Linked DNA regions of Mus musculus: all the other regions are linked to region 1. A link is a contact called in public HiCAR-type and promoter capture Hi-C data. All regions are on one chromosome and are shown on one strand. The core of a region is the stretch at or near the end of the contact, and the rest is flanking DNA. Distances in the headings are between cores, read along the strand shown.

Evidence for each region. Promoter capture Hi-C pulls out the DNA fragments that hold promoters and counts their contacts. HiCAR-type assays count read pairs that join an accessible place to other places.
Region 2: a HiCAR-type map of astrocytes shows a contact between it and region 1, with 2.7 times the contacts expected there. The contact joins the promoter of Kcnip3 here to the promoter of Anapc1 in region 1. A contact is called at or near these places in 1 of 39 promoter capture datasets (hippocampal neurons) and 2 of 115 datasets of contacts at active chromatin or transcription factors (astrocytes and microglia).
Region 3: a contact with region 1 is called in a promoter capture Hi-C map of embryonic stem cells, with 2.2 times the contacts expected there. The contact joins the promoter of Stk35os1 here to the promoter of Anapc1 in region 1.

Annotation. Positions count from the first base shown.
Region 1 is chr2:128,684,888-128,689,492 of GRCm38.p6, reverse strand. It overlaps Anapc1 (anaphase promoting complex subunit 1), which reads left to right and starts at 2,098. Exons shown (of 48, transcript NM_008569.2): 1 at 2,098-2,340; 2 at 3,433-3,669. The coding sequence starts at 3,457. It overlaps Gm39931 (a long non-coding RNA gene), which reads left to right. Exons shown (of 5, transcript XR_001783466.2): 4 at 46-115; 5 at 1,474-1,676.
Region 2 is chr2:127,518,607-127,523,211 of GRCm38.p6, reverse strand. Kcnip3 (Kv channel interacting protein 3, calsenilin) reads left to right here and starts at 1,820. Exons shown (of 9, transcript NM_019789.4): 1 at 1,820-1,974. The coding sequence starts at 1,960. All of the region lies in intron 2 of Gm35478 (a long non-coding RNA gene), which reads right to left.
Region 3 is chr2:129,799,074-129,803,678 of GRCm38.p6, reverse strand. It overlaps Stk35os1 (serine/threonine kinase 35, opposite strand 1), which reads left to right and starts at 2,220. Exons shown (of 1, transcript NR_029452.1): 1 at 2,220-4,605. It overlaps Stk35 (serine/threonine kinase 35), which reads right to left and starts at 3,162. Exons shown (of 4, transcript NM_183262.3): 1 at 2,833-3,162; 2 at 1,675-2,275. The coding sequence starts at 3,138.

The sequences.
Region 1 (4,605 bases), core at 849-3,348:
TAATTCTCAAGTTGAACAGCCAGCTATGTGTTCTGTGTTCCTCAGGGTGACCCAAGGATGAAGAGTACTGGTGGTTAGCCCTGTTTGGAGAGAGGATGAAGAAAAGAGGACAAGGGTGGGTAAAGAAGACAGAACAAATATTGCACTGGCTGCACATTACAACCAAATGCCACCAACTTGCAGACGGATGGATGTGCCCTCTCAGTCATGCCGTGTATTTCCTGACAGGTTGTGCAGTCAAAAATTCAATAGAACAGTCTACAGGAAAGAGAGAGAGAGAAAAAAAAAAGGACAACATACAAGGGTCTCCTTCCTGTTTTGTTCTTATTGGCTGTTAGGTCCCAAAGGAATTCAGGACAAATGGTTAACTGAGGTGCCTATTAACATATCAGGCTCTCCCAGCACCACTAGTGCCTGGCTCCTCTCAGCACTTCTCATCCACCCACCCCAATCCTAAACCTCTCTAGCTCCACAGTTAGCCTCCTTTCCCCCAACCTCCCGACTCCTCCTTATATAACCCCAGCCATTTTGGCCACAGGTTGTCTTGATTTCTGGCTTTTCTCTTGGTCTTCATTCCCTTGGTCCTCTTGGCTTTGCTCTTGGATCTCTTTTGCTTTGCTTGGGCTTCTCTCTTTTCTTTCTCTCTTGTCCCCTTTTCCTCCTCAATCCTCTCATGGCCTGGTCTATTCTGCTGCTTGTGTTCAGTCCAGACTCTTCCAGGAACCTCTGGCTGTTCTCTCCCTCATATTCTGAGACCCCGACTTAGAGCGTTTCTCCCTGGGAGGTAAAGCCCCTAAAACATTCCCCCAAGTTTGTTTTCCCTGATCTCTAAAAATACAGCTGGAAAGAAGCTCTTTGTTCTCTATAGCCAGCAAAAAGCCATTTTGTTTCTATACCTTACAACCAGAGATGCGATAATTGTAATTTTACCAAGGACACCCGGCAGAGAAGAGCTGTAGCCCAACTCCTCCCAATTCCTCAATATCTACAATAAAAACCTCCTCAACCATATCTAGGAGTGGTCACGTCCTTGTTTTCATTCACCGACCAGTTTGTTCCCTATCGGTTTGGGTTTCTAAGTACGGCCTCTTCAGAAGGCAATCCCCATCTCCCTCATCCTAGGCTGGCAGTGGCAGAAGATATCATAGACTCAAGGAGAATGACAATGGCTTGGTTGCTCAGAACACAGTGGAGAGTGGGGTATCCTAGTCCAAGTGACTCCTGGTAGGGTTGATGGGGTTGTAGACAAACTGTGTGATGGGGCAAGAGGTAGAGGGTAGAGAATGGAAGCAGTGAGATTGACAGGCCACTTACGTGTGCTCCTTGTTGGGTTTTCTTCTGTTTGTTCTTCCAGATAGCCTAGTGTGTGATAGAAAGGCCTTTGTAGGATAGGGAGGTTTTGCGGGGAGGAATCAAGAGGTCGGAGCAGAGCATGTGGAATATGTGTTAATTTGACTGTTTTTGATTATCCAGGCAAGCGAATTTCAGCTAAGCAGGCATTCCGCTCACCAAGTTCTAAGAGCAAGCCTTCCTGTTGCAGTGCAGCTTCAAGCTCTGAAGGATGGCGTTCCAAGAAAAGGGATGAGAATGAACTAAAATAAATGTGTATCACAATAGACAATTACAGTGAAGTTATCAAATTCCAACAAACTGAATTTTGGAGCAAAGAAATGGACTGGAACTCTTTATTCTTTAGGCTATGATAGGCCTCACCATTTTTTTTTTTTTTTTTTTTTTTTTCTTAGCGATGACGAACAGTTAACGGACTAAAGCCCATCTTGGGTGGGGGTGTGTGATTTCCGGGTAGAGAATTTTCCATGCAATCCTGAGAAAATGAGTGGTCTCCCTTCCGCTCCCATTCATCAGCCAGGAGGCACACATCCCCTTTTGAGATGAGAAGGAAACTCAACCAGCTGGGAAAAAAAATTACCTAACTTAGCTCAATTGAGAAGGTAGTTCAGGATCTTAGAGATTTGGTTTGTTAAAGAGGTAACGTCGTTAAGTGACCGCCTTCGCTATAGGCACTTGCACAGACACCTTTTTCAACTGCGCAGGCGCTAGGTCCTCTCCGCTGCCGCGCGTCCCCAGCCTGGCTCTGCCCTGGCGCGAGGCAGGTCGGGAAATCCAAGATGGCTCCAGCCATTTGAGTTGTTCGCAAGTCTTTGGTGTCCCGCTGCCGCCCATTCTTCCTCCGGCATCCGGGAGGGAAAAGGGATGAGAAACTGGGGCGGTGAGGAGTCATCGTGACGGTCCTGTCGCTGCTCTCGGGCCTTCGCGGCCCTTGTGCCTCCGGGGAGCAGCCGGGGCTCGCAAGCGCCTGACGCGTCCCGAGTTATTCAGGTGCGGGCCGGGCCGGGTCGGGCCGGGCCGGGTCGCGCATCGCTGCGACTTGGTGTTGGAATTTCGCTGCACCGGGTGCCCCAAGGGCTGAGCGCCCCGGGGCTGGCCTTGAGCTCCTGCTGGGGTGAGAGGAACCCCAGTATCAGACTGGGCTTTCCGGGTTGGCCCGACGCGCCATGAGCCGATGCTCCGGCCGCTACGCCGTGGCGCGGTTCACTCAAAAGCACGGAAAGCCTGTTTTTGTAGAGACCCAGCTCAGGGTCCCGCTGTTTGCATATGTTCCTAGTAACCAGTAATGACAGTTTTATTTCTAGCATGTCAACTCAATGCTTTTATGTGGCCTGTAACGAATAACACGTTTAACAACTTTTGGAGAACTGTAAAAGTATTAAGTATGATGTCTTTGGGTTAAAAGGCATCTAACTGAGAAAATGATGCTATAAAAAGTTATCCTGTAGGTTCGTTTTAAGCTAAAAGGGAATGACATTGCATGTTTGCATGAGGAAACGTCGGGTAAAGTTGCAAGTTCTTTAATGTTGACTGCTTTGTTGAATAGAATTTGGAAAGGCCAGCCACATTTTGATAAGCCCCTACTTTTCATAAGGCATATGTGTTTTTCAAGTTCTGTTCTCAATATTGATTTTATTTCTAGGAGGTGAAAAAGAAACTTGGGCCTGTTTTTTGGCGTAATCATTTCAGGAATGACGTTTAAGTCACAGCAAGGAAGATTTTGTAGCTATAGAGGGCTTCGTATAAACTAGAGGCTTTCAGATTGTTAAAAAAAATGATGCCAACAAGACTTTAGATGAGAGCTTCAAGTCAAATTTAGTTAGCAGTTGTTATTCTTAAGTGCCATTTCAAACACTGAGGGTTATAGTGCTGCTAACAAATGCTGTTGTAGAGGTTTCCTCAGAGACAAAAAGGCACATACTATGCCACAGAATGTTTGAATGTTAGTTATCTTTACATGCCGTGTGTCGAAATGTCTGTGAGGTGGATCCCCATGTTTCTGACCTAGCTCCACTCGGGTCTCTGTAGTAATAACTTAGTTTTGACTAGAAGGCTGACAAGAATGCGTTTGGATTCACACAGAAATAATGTTCATATTTGGAACCCATGTCGAACTTCTCTGAAGAAAGGGCAACGATGATTGCAGCCGGGGATTTGCAGGAATTTGTTCCTTTTGGCCGAGACCACTGCAAGCACCACCCTAACGCTCTGAACCTTCAGCTTCGTCAGCTGCAGCCAGCCTCTGAGTTATGGTCTTCTGATGGTGCAGCTGGCTTGGTGGGATCTCTTCAGGAGGTTACAATCCATGAGAAACAGAAGGTTTTATTAAGATTCTCATCATACTTTTGAAATTTAGAATGAATACCGTGCTAATATAAAGCTGCCTATATGCATGTGAGAAATAAGTGTATGTTGGCACTTGGTTAAAAGCTAATGTTTGGTCATTTCAGTCAGTGCTGAAATATGGTGCTGCCTACATAGGCATGCTGTGTAACTTGTAATGAGAGTTGAGTACTTTAATCATGGCTCATTTTAAACTTTATCCTCACTTCAGATGTGGGTAATCAGGTTTTATACTCTTTGGTGACTAAATGCCAGAGGTTAGAAGTGGTACCTGCAACACATGTTTCTAGAAGAGGGTTGATGTCACATAAGGGTGTTAGCATAGTAGTACTTTCTATTTTGAGGTGGACCTTAGTCAGTAGCCCAGACTGACCGTGGAGGTTTAAGCTGCCCCTCTCTTCTGCTTTACCTAGTCTTTGTATTTGCCTTTGAAATTAAATCTCTTGGAATGTACATAGATAGATAGAAATCAGAAACTTTTTAGCTTCTATTCATCTTATGTGTGGGACAAGGGGAAGAAGATAAATAATATATTTGCAGCTGTGAAGCAAGGAAGTCCCCCCATTGAGTCCTATGTGCACCTGTCTATTTTATGCCTTCTACATACATTTAATACCTACTTTTAGTTTCCCTTCAAGCATGGGTTTTATCTTATACTCTATATGTAAGAGATACTTTTTGTGTGCCTGCGTTATTGGCAGAGCAATACTAGGAACATAGAAGTATAAAATAAAGTACTTCTTATAGAGAATTTTTGAGTCAGTTTTTAAAAAACCTGCCTGCTTGTATGTCTGTGCACCATGTGTGTGTAGTGGCCATGTGGGCCAGAAGAGGGCTCAGATCTCTTGGAACTGAAGTTATAGACAGTTGTGTAGGTGCTGAGAATCAAACCCCAGTCTTTAGAAGAGCAGC
Region 2 (4,605 bases), core at 571-3,070, 1.2 Mb after region 1:
CCAAGATCCATCACCCTAACAGTTTTCAAACCACACTGGACCTCCTTCAGCATCCTAAACCTTTTTGTGGGTCAGCAGGCCCCCAATCTTCTCAAATTCCAAGAGTTTAGGGGAAGTCAGCCTGTGCCCATGTGGCAAAGCAAGGCTGAGGTCCACTTGAGGAGATCTGCTTCAGCCCTTTTCGTTCCTCCATCTCCCAGAGACCCTGGAAGGACCCCAGCAATGCCCAGGCCCTGGGAAAGTCTGAGAGGACCCAAGGAAAGGGGGTCAGGTGACTTGAGGCTCCTGGCAGGGCACAGATGCCCATTCATACGTTTTATGAGGAGGGCCTGCTGGATAGGGCTGGGGAGGTTGCTGGCTCCCTGGTAGGCCCAGGACGGAAGGGTTCTGTTCTAGGCTGGCTCTGCCACAGCCTGTTACTCCCAAGGAGCTCCTATCAGAGGAGTGGAATCTCAGCAAGGGAGCCAAGCAGAGACTTGTGGCTCTCTAGAAAGAGGCACTGACTTGGAGTGGAGTGCTCAGACAACCCTGCCTCTCAAAAAATGCCACAAGTAAGGACAGGGCTTGATTCCTGAATCGTGGACATGTAACTGGTGGGTAGAGAGTTCCTCCAGAACTGGCTCTGAGTGAACACAGTCTGGATATACTGCTTTGTTGGATAGGTAAAGACTCAGCTTTCCTGAGTTTTGCCATCATTAACATAGACTGGGATAATGACCCTTTTCTTCTAAGCCCACTATGCCACTCCAAGGCCTTATGGGAATTTGCCTAATGCCAAGTCAGTTTGGAAGATTGGCACTGACCCCGGAGCCTCTGGGACCCTTGTCGTCCTCTTTCCCAGAGAGCCCTCTGTGGGAGAGTCTCTTGCCCGGAGTGAAGTCCTGCTGTGCAGATGGCAGAACTGTCCCCTCCCCTCTGGGGACAGCTTTCCTGCCTCGGGATCAACAGCCCCAGGGTTTTGCCCGGGGAGGGTCTAGCAGCTGCCGCTAATTGGCTGACTCAATAAAAAGGGGGTGGGACAGGGTAGGAAGGGCAAGCAAGTGCTCCTGGGCTTTCTGGGAAAGAGGGGATGGCTCAGGCTCTGTTTCCATGGGAACTACTGGCACTGGCAGGCTCCTCCGGGCGCCAAAAAGGGAAACTTGGCGCTGGTCTCCGTACCTGGCTCCTGGTGGATTCCCTTGGGCATTAGAAAATGCCCAAGAGCTTGTCTCCCACAGGGCAGGAAGGAGCCTTCCCGAGGACGGTCAGGACCCTCGATCCCTTCTCCATCCCCAGGTCCCACGCCAGGAGATCTAGGGGAGGTCCCGTGGTTGCTCTGAATGCCTGAATTTGGTCCCAACCTCAAGTCAAAGGACAGTGAAACTGGGAAAGTGTGAAGTGCTCGCTCCAGCTTGGAAGGTTTTCATACAGCAAGGCCTATGAGGGGTCGCACAGAGGTGACTAACAGATAGGGGAGAGCAACAAGAGGTGTTAGGACCCCAGGTGTTACCTTAGTGACGTAATCCCAAGGGCTCCTCTCTGTCCTGCGCAGGGACTGGTGGTGGAGTACCCTCCCTTCTATCCCTGTGACTGGGAAGGGTAGGAACAGACCCTGTACTAGAGGGAGATGAGAACCAGGGACAGACCCTGAGCCTAACTAAGCAAGGGGGGTTGGGGGCCAGATAGGCTGAGAGGCCAGGACTAGGAGCACAGGAAAAAGAGAAACTGGAGGTTGTCAGGATGGAGGCGAAGGAGGGGGGAGATAAGAGGGGGAGGGAAGAGGCAGAGGAAGAGAGGTGGAGCTAAGACTCGGAAGGAAGGGAGGGTGGAAGGAGTGGGCAGGGGGCGGGAGAGAAACCTCCAGTGACAATTGCGTCTGGGTCCAAGCAAACATGAGGCAGCTGCCAGCCGGACCAAGCAGTCTGGCTTGCTCGGGCTGCAAAGCGGGAAGATTAGTGACGGTCCCTTTCAGCAGCAGAGATGCAGAGGACCAAGGTAGGCGCTGAGGGGCTGAGGACTTGCCTGGACTTGGGGAAGGTGGGGCTCTGATGTTGGTCTTGACTAGAGAGTATTTTCACAGTGGTCCTTGGCCCCTACTCTCGCTAATCCATATAAGGGAAAGTAATTGTTCAGAGCATTCCTGCCTGGGAGGCTGGAATCCCGTGGCCTTTGGATGGAAGAGGCTCTGGGTGTCTGTGGACAGAAGAGAAGCTTGAAATTAGCTCCATGGCTGGTCCTGTTCAGTTAGGTCCTTGGGGCAGGGGCTGGGGTAGCTGACCCTGACCCTAGCCTCATAGATCTTAGTGAGACACAGGAGCATGGAAAAGGATGTCTTATGTGTGTGGGCAAGCCAACGGGCAAAGCTTTCAAGTAATCCATCAATGAATGAATGAAGACCCCCCCTTCTTCTTAAAGCACTATGAGACCCCTAATAAAATCACAAACATCTCTGCCTCTGTGGAGCTGTTGGGGGATGGAGAGAGAGGGGAGGCAAAGAGGCACCCGGTACAAAGTTCAAGAAATAGTAGCCAGGTGAGGGGAAGAAGAGAGACAAAAAAAAAATTAAAAAAAAAACAAAAGGTGTGCTCCAGCTTAGCACCGACCCTCAGAAAGTCTGACCTGGATGCCGCACACAAGTCCAGGGTAATCTTGCTTAGGGGGAGAAAGGATCAGATCCAGGTCCGGTTGAATGCCCCAAATAAGGAAATCAAGGTCTTATTTAAAAAAAAAAATAGATATTGGGCTGGCATCTTACAGTCTTTCTTCCCAAAAGATGTCTTCCTGCCCCACTCCCAATGAGGGCAAGCAGCCCAGAGAGGGCTGGAGACTGATTTCAGGCCATTCTGCCCCAGAGTCCAGGTTACTATCCCTGTCCTCTGGTCCAGTTCCCAGAATACCATGAAGGATCTGCAGATGGAACAAAGCCCTTTGAGCACAAGGGCAGGGTACCTTGAAAGGTACTTTCTCTCTTGTCACACCTGTCTCTAGAAAGCTCTGGACTGGCACAGCAGAAGCATAAACAGCTCTCTGTCCCAGACTCACATCCACACTCAGATGATAGGTGAAGCTGTGTGCATCTACAGACATTGGACACACAGATACCCTATGACTGTACCCCTCCCTCACAGAGCCCAGCAACGTGACTCTGTGTGTCCACAGATACAGGGAGTTCTACAGCCATGTGTGCATAGACCTGCACACAGCTGGCACTGTCCATCAGCAGGGGATAGCATAGCCCCCTTCCCTTTACCCATCTCTGGTGGCTCTAATTCCCAGAATTCTTCCTGGGTCCTTAACCACTACTCCCCTACCAGATGAGCAGAGTGTGAGGTCAGAGTCCCATAGTCCACTTGGCTGTTCTATTGGCCATTGTGGCCTCCACTGTGCCCACCATTGGCTCCTGGGCACTCATGGAACTCATTAGGCTTATGGCTGCCCCCTGGATTTCCATGTGTAGCTTGGCCCAAGATGGAAGCCAGCACCACAGTGACAGTGGAGCTGGATAAAGTCCCTACTGTCCCCTACCAGTAGGAGATTATGGAGGTAGCAGGACGGACAGCAACTAACATAGGCTGGGAGATGGCCACACTTGTCACAGTCACTAGCTGACCCAGTTCTGTCCCTGCCTTCTCACCATACCCTAGCCGTCCCTTTAGTAGCTTTCATTTGGCCCTGCAGAGTGGGCACTGACCACAATGCCAGGCCTCCTGGCCAAACCCTGTGTTGGGAGGAGAGAGCCAGCAGCATCCAGATTCAGAGGTGGTAAAGTGGACACTGGGTCAGTTTGGCTCTGGGAGCCTCCCCAGCTTCTTGCAAGTCTGACCTTAATTTGCCCTGTTTGCAGAAGCGGTAACTGAGCACAGACAGGACCTCCCCTCCTAAACCGTTATCCTCATGCAGCGCACCCAGGACTTGGTGTTGTTCTTACTCTATAGGTGAGGAACAGAGGTGGGTCCTGAACTGCATGCAGTGTTGAGACTGGATCTGAGCGGTCTTGCCTTCTGCAGCACAGACACCAAGCTCTAGGTGAGGGTGTCCGGTGGAGAGTGATAGGCGCAGACTCCAGGGGACAGAGGTGTGCCTTTAACCAGGCAGCCAAGGAGGTTTGACTGGAGACTATTTGTGCCTTCTTAGCCTGTCACTCAATGGCACTAGGGACTCTGCCCCAGTCATGACCCTGACTGCATTAGCCCCTACTTCCCCTTGCTTGGCTGTGGATCCAGACATGAAAAGGAAAGAACCTGAAGTCGTCCCCCCCTCCCCCCATTCTCTTCCTTTTCTGTTTCTCATAGCCCAAGCAGGCTTTGCTAGGGACCATAGGATGACCTTGAACTTCTGATCCCCTGCCTCTGCCTCCTGAGGGGAGGGATTACAGGTGTCTGCCACCATACCCACTTCATGCTGGGGCTTAATCCCTGGGCTTCACACACACCAGACAAGCATTCTACCAACTCAGCTCAACTCAGTCCAGTCCCTTTCTCTTAGTCACATCTTCCCCCAAAGTGGAAGCTGTTTGGATAAACCAGGCTGGCGTGAGGGGCACCCTCTGCTCCCTCAGCGCCCTGGTCCTCACTGGGATTCTCAGGGGATGTTGCAAGCTCCCTGATATGGCTTCTGTGAGGGCTT
Region 3 (4,605 bases), core at 971-3,470, 1.1 Mb before region 1:
TGGCAGAGATCCCCATCGTAGGATAAAGGCACACACACTCCCTGTGGGTTGTCAACTTGCCATGTTAGCTCAGAACAAGCAACGACTGCATGTAAGTCCCAAACTCCAGGGAGTTAAACACTTGCTACTCTGCCACTATTTACTGTAAAATTCTTTTTAAAATGCTGTCTGTGAAGAAAGTTTTAAAGTATTTGTGTATTGGAAGAATTAACAAGGACTGCTAGCTTAAGTTCCAGTTTCAAGCTGGCAACATCAATGAACTGAGGTTAGAAGATACTGTTTGGCAATGCAAATTCACACAGCCCAAGGCAGTTATTGAAATATCAACCAAACATTTGCTAAGCATGTTTCATTCATTTGTACTCAAGTAATCGGTGTGTAAAAGAACTAAGAAAGTAACTGATGAGACTGAAGGCAAAGTAGAAGGTGCTACCTAGGAAATCTTCAAGGATCCACCCTCCTGGAAATGATGACAAGCAGGATGGGAAAGGCCCCCAGAGAATTCCATCACACTATCCAATCCACTGTTAAATGACTTTAAAACTCTGCAAGGAGTTCTCCTGGGACCTTACAATAAAATCTGACAGGTGCTCCAAAAAGACTTTAGGAAATCTAGCCCTAAATCCCACCCAGTCTGCTAAATTCAACCTCAGATAGGGAAGGAAGGCAGCAATATATCTGCAAAGATCTGTGAGGGCCATGCTGGCTTACAAATACTTCAAGGACACAGGAATTTGGAGGCCGGAGTCCCACTCTTTCAAGCTGATTAACCTTAATCGAGCTGTGTTTGTGCCCACTAGGCTGAGTTCCTCTATTTATAGAGCAGAAGCTTAATTTACTGTTACAGATATTATCCAAATCGTAGCGCTCAGATTATATAGCTGGGATTGCGACTGTCCAATTTCCCTCGCCCTACCCCCTGCCCCAGGAACTCAAGACACTTGCAGCCCACTGCCTCTTCTCTAGTTTACACAGGAAGGCAAGGTGTTTGGCCTCCTGGAGCCCCATGGTTCTGCAACAATCACTGCTCAGACAGCCCCAGGGGTTATGAAAACAACTGAGATTGTAACAGGGCAGGGAAAGCTGCAACCTGTTTTGTTATGCGACAGCTCTTGGCCCACCTGAGGGGGTTATTACTGGGTGCGTGAGTTATTAACCTGTGGTGCCCTCAGGGACTAAACCAAGAACCAACTGAATGATTGTCTGCTCTCGGGTGAAGGGTTGGGGTTCTCGGAGGAAACCTCACACTTGAAGACAAGGTTTGGGAACAGAATTGGAAGAAACTAGAAATCAGGAAAGGAGAATGGCATGGGTGGGTCTGCTACTTTTTTTCCCCTCTAGGTTCTGATGAGAAAGAGGCATGAGGGGGCTTCTGCAGTTCTACCAACTACTTTGAATCCCACCAGGACTACTCTTCATCCATCTTTTAAAATGCTAGGCTTGTAATTATGGCTCACACCTACTGAGTGAGTACTTAAAAAGATCAAGGTTAGCACTTGGTGAGCTTGTTAGGGAATGTCAGCTAACGGCTGGGGAACAGACTGATTTCCTAGCAAGAAAGAAGGTCCCAAAGCCGGGTCAAGGACCTTAGCGAGCCAGAGACAGTTATTAGAACTGAGTGGTTCTGAGAACAAGGGGGTCCAGGAGAGGGCAGGACTGCCGGCTGTAGTCTACCTTTGAGCGAGGTCTCCACCAGGCGCAGGTAAAGCTGTGAGTTCTTGTTGCCGTGACTCATGCGCTGGGCTAACCCGTTGCGCTGTAGGACGCACTCCTCAAACTGCACGATATTCTGGTGCCGCCGCTTGAGACTGGTGAGGGCCCAGAATTCTGCTAGTGCCAACTCCACGTTCTCGGGAGCGTCGCAGCGGATCTTCTTGACTGCCACCCTGGCCCCACTGCGCCCAGCCACAGCCTCATAAACCACGCCGTAGCTGCCGCGCCCGATCTCCGCCAAGAGGCTGTAGCGCGGCCGTGCAGGAACATCCCCGCCGCCGCCATCCGGCCGCCGCCGGGCCAGGAAGGCCTCGCCCGGGACCTCGGCCCCAGCCGGATCCATGGCCTGGGCCGCCGGCCTCAGCTTCTCGCACAGTACCCGCTGGACTGGGCTTCGCCTTTTCCGCTCCGGGCTTTTTGTCCCTCTGCGGGCTCCGTTCTCTTTCCCCGTTTCCATGGCTGCGGGGGGCGGGGGGAGCAGCAACGGCGCCGCCCGGGCCCCCCTTGCCTCATCCCTCCGTCTAGCCCCGAGATGTGGAGGAGCGGGACCTTGGATGGTGATCTAAGGGCGAGAGGGAGAAGTTAAAACCCACCGGGCCGAGAAGGGTAGATGAGGAACTTAAAGCGTCCGGCGTCCCACCTCCGCCGCCGGTCGCGGCCCCTTTAAGAAGGAGCCACCGTCTCGAATTGAACGGGGGAAGGGAAAGGAAAGCGGGAAAGACGGAACCACCGGGAAGTACCGAGGGAGGACCGGAAACCGAAGCGCAAACCGTCCCCTCTCGCCGACTTATCCGTCAGGAGCAGAAAAAATAAATAAAGCCGTAGGGATCGTCCCCATCGAAGACGGCCGGCTTAAACTTTCCTGGGGCTTAGCCCCCTCTCAACGGCCCCTCCCCACGTCCTACCCGGGCTTCTCCCGGTGTAAACAGTCCCGTGAATCAAACCCAGGAGAGCCCGGCGGGACGACCCAGACCCCCGGGGACAGCGGGCGAAGGGAAACCGGCTAAAAGATCGGCTTCCGAGGACGACAGGCGGAGGCCCCGGTGACGCCCCCGGGACTACGGTGGGGCGCCGGGGCTCCCGCTTCGGCCCTCCCTTCCTCCCTCCACTCCCTCTTACCTGGCCGGCGCTGTTCCTCTTCCGGGCGAACCGGTTCCCCCTTGGAGCCCGCGCCGGAGGATGGTCCGTTCCGAGCCGGGCTTGTCTGCAGAGCCGGGTAGGGCGCGAGGCGGGGAGCCTGGCTGAGCGTGTAGCGCGTCGCGGCGCTGCTCTTGTGATGACAGCAACGCTCCCGGGGGAGGCCTCGGCTTCCAGGTTCCCGTGGCCGTCCCCGAGTTCACGCCAGCTGAGCACTTTACGTAACCTCTTTATGTAAGCTGCACCTCCCGCCGCCGCTCTGGTCAGCGGAGATTCCTGGTGGCCCATCCCCCAGGAGGCCAGCGGAGAGCCGCGCCGCCTCTCTGCAGCCGAGGTAGACCCAGCCGCCGCGACAGCCCGGAACCAATCACTGGCGAGAACACCCAGCCAACAAAAAGAGCGCGCCAAAATCCCGCGATTTGTACCGAGGGCCTTCGCGAGGCGCCTGCACTCCGCAAACGCCTTTCCGGACTTGACCTGCATCGTACCTCTACGCCCGCACTCGGCACTTGATGCTGATTGGGGGAATGGCTTAGGTGTAATCGATTCACAGCTGAGACCAGGGTTAGAACGCTAATCTCCACGCCCACTAATGACCCCAATGATCTCAGCCGCACTTAATCCTCAGTATCCTTCTCTGCCAAACCCGGGTGGTCCGCACTTCCAAGGTTGCAAAGGACCAAGTGAAATATGATGGCTGGCTAATTGAGTGCCTGATATAAGCTGCTTTGGGCTTGGATTTTGATACCCTTCACCCCGGCCGCCCATTGTGGTGGGAGGGAGCACAATGGCTGTGTAGTTAAGAATGATCTTGAACTTTTCCTCTTGTCTTCATCTCCCGAGTAATGGGATTAAAGGCGGGCACCACCACACCCAATTTATACACCCTATTTGTTTGTACAGAGCTAGGAATCCAAGGGTTTTGTGCATGCTAGACAGGCACTTTACAAAGCTACATCTCCAGCCCCTAGGCGTGGTTTTTTAAAGTATTTTGTACCCTGCTTTGTACTCCAATGCCTAGAAGGTGCCCAGTATTTTGTTAGCTGATATTGAAGGACAGTAACTAGAGTTTCTGCTACACACTATTTTAAGTCTGGGGAAAAAGGAGTAGACACGACAGTCTTTGCCTTAATTGCGACTCTTGACACTGGAGGAGACAGTCAACCTTGTGTCTTCGTAGATGTCTCACAGTTAAAGTACTTAGAACAGTGTTAAAATACACACAAGACAGATTAAATGTAATGTAAAACAATAAACAAGAGTTTCTAGAATTTCTATAGCTTTTCTGTATGTAAGTGGTCACATATACACACAAGGTGTAAGAATAGTAAAGTCTCATCTTTTTTTTTGCCAGAATTACATTGTTTTGCTATATTTTCATGTTCTGTGCACAAATATGTATGTATGAATGTATACATGTTGTAAATCCTTTTATATTTATAAGATATATATGTATACATATATATATATATACACACACACACACATATATATATACACACACACAAATATATGTGTGTGTGTGTGTTTTTTTCCCAAGGACAAAGATACTCTCTAGCACACTCTCAATACAGTGCAGAACCATGAACAATGCCATGCTTTTGTTTACTATGCCATCTCAAGGTTTACCGATTGTCCTTTCCTTTCTCTTCTAGTCCAATATACGAGTCCTCAGCACCTAGCCTTATTGGATAAGGATTCCAACAGCCTCGTTGTTAACCGAAACTCCTTTACTTCTTTTCCTTGTTGTTGCTG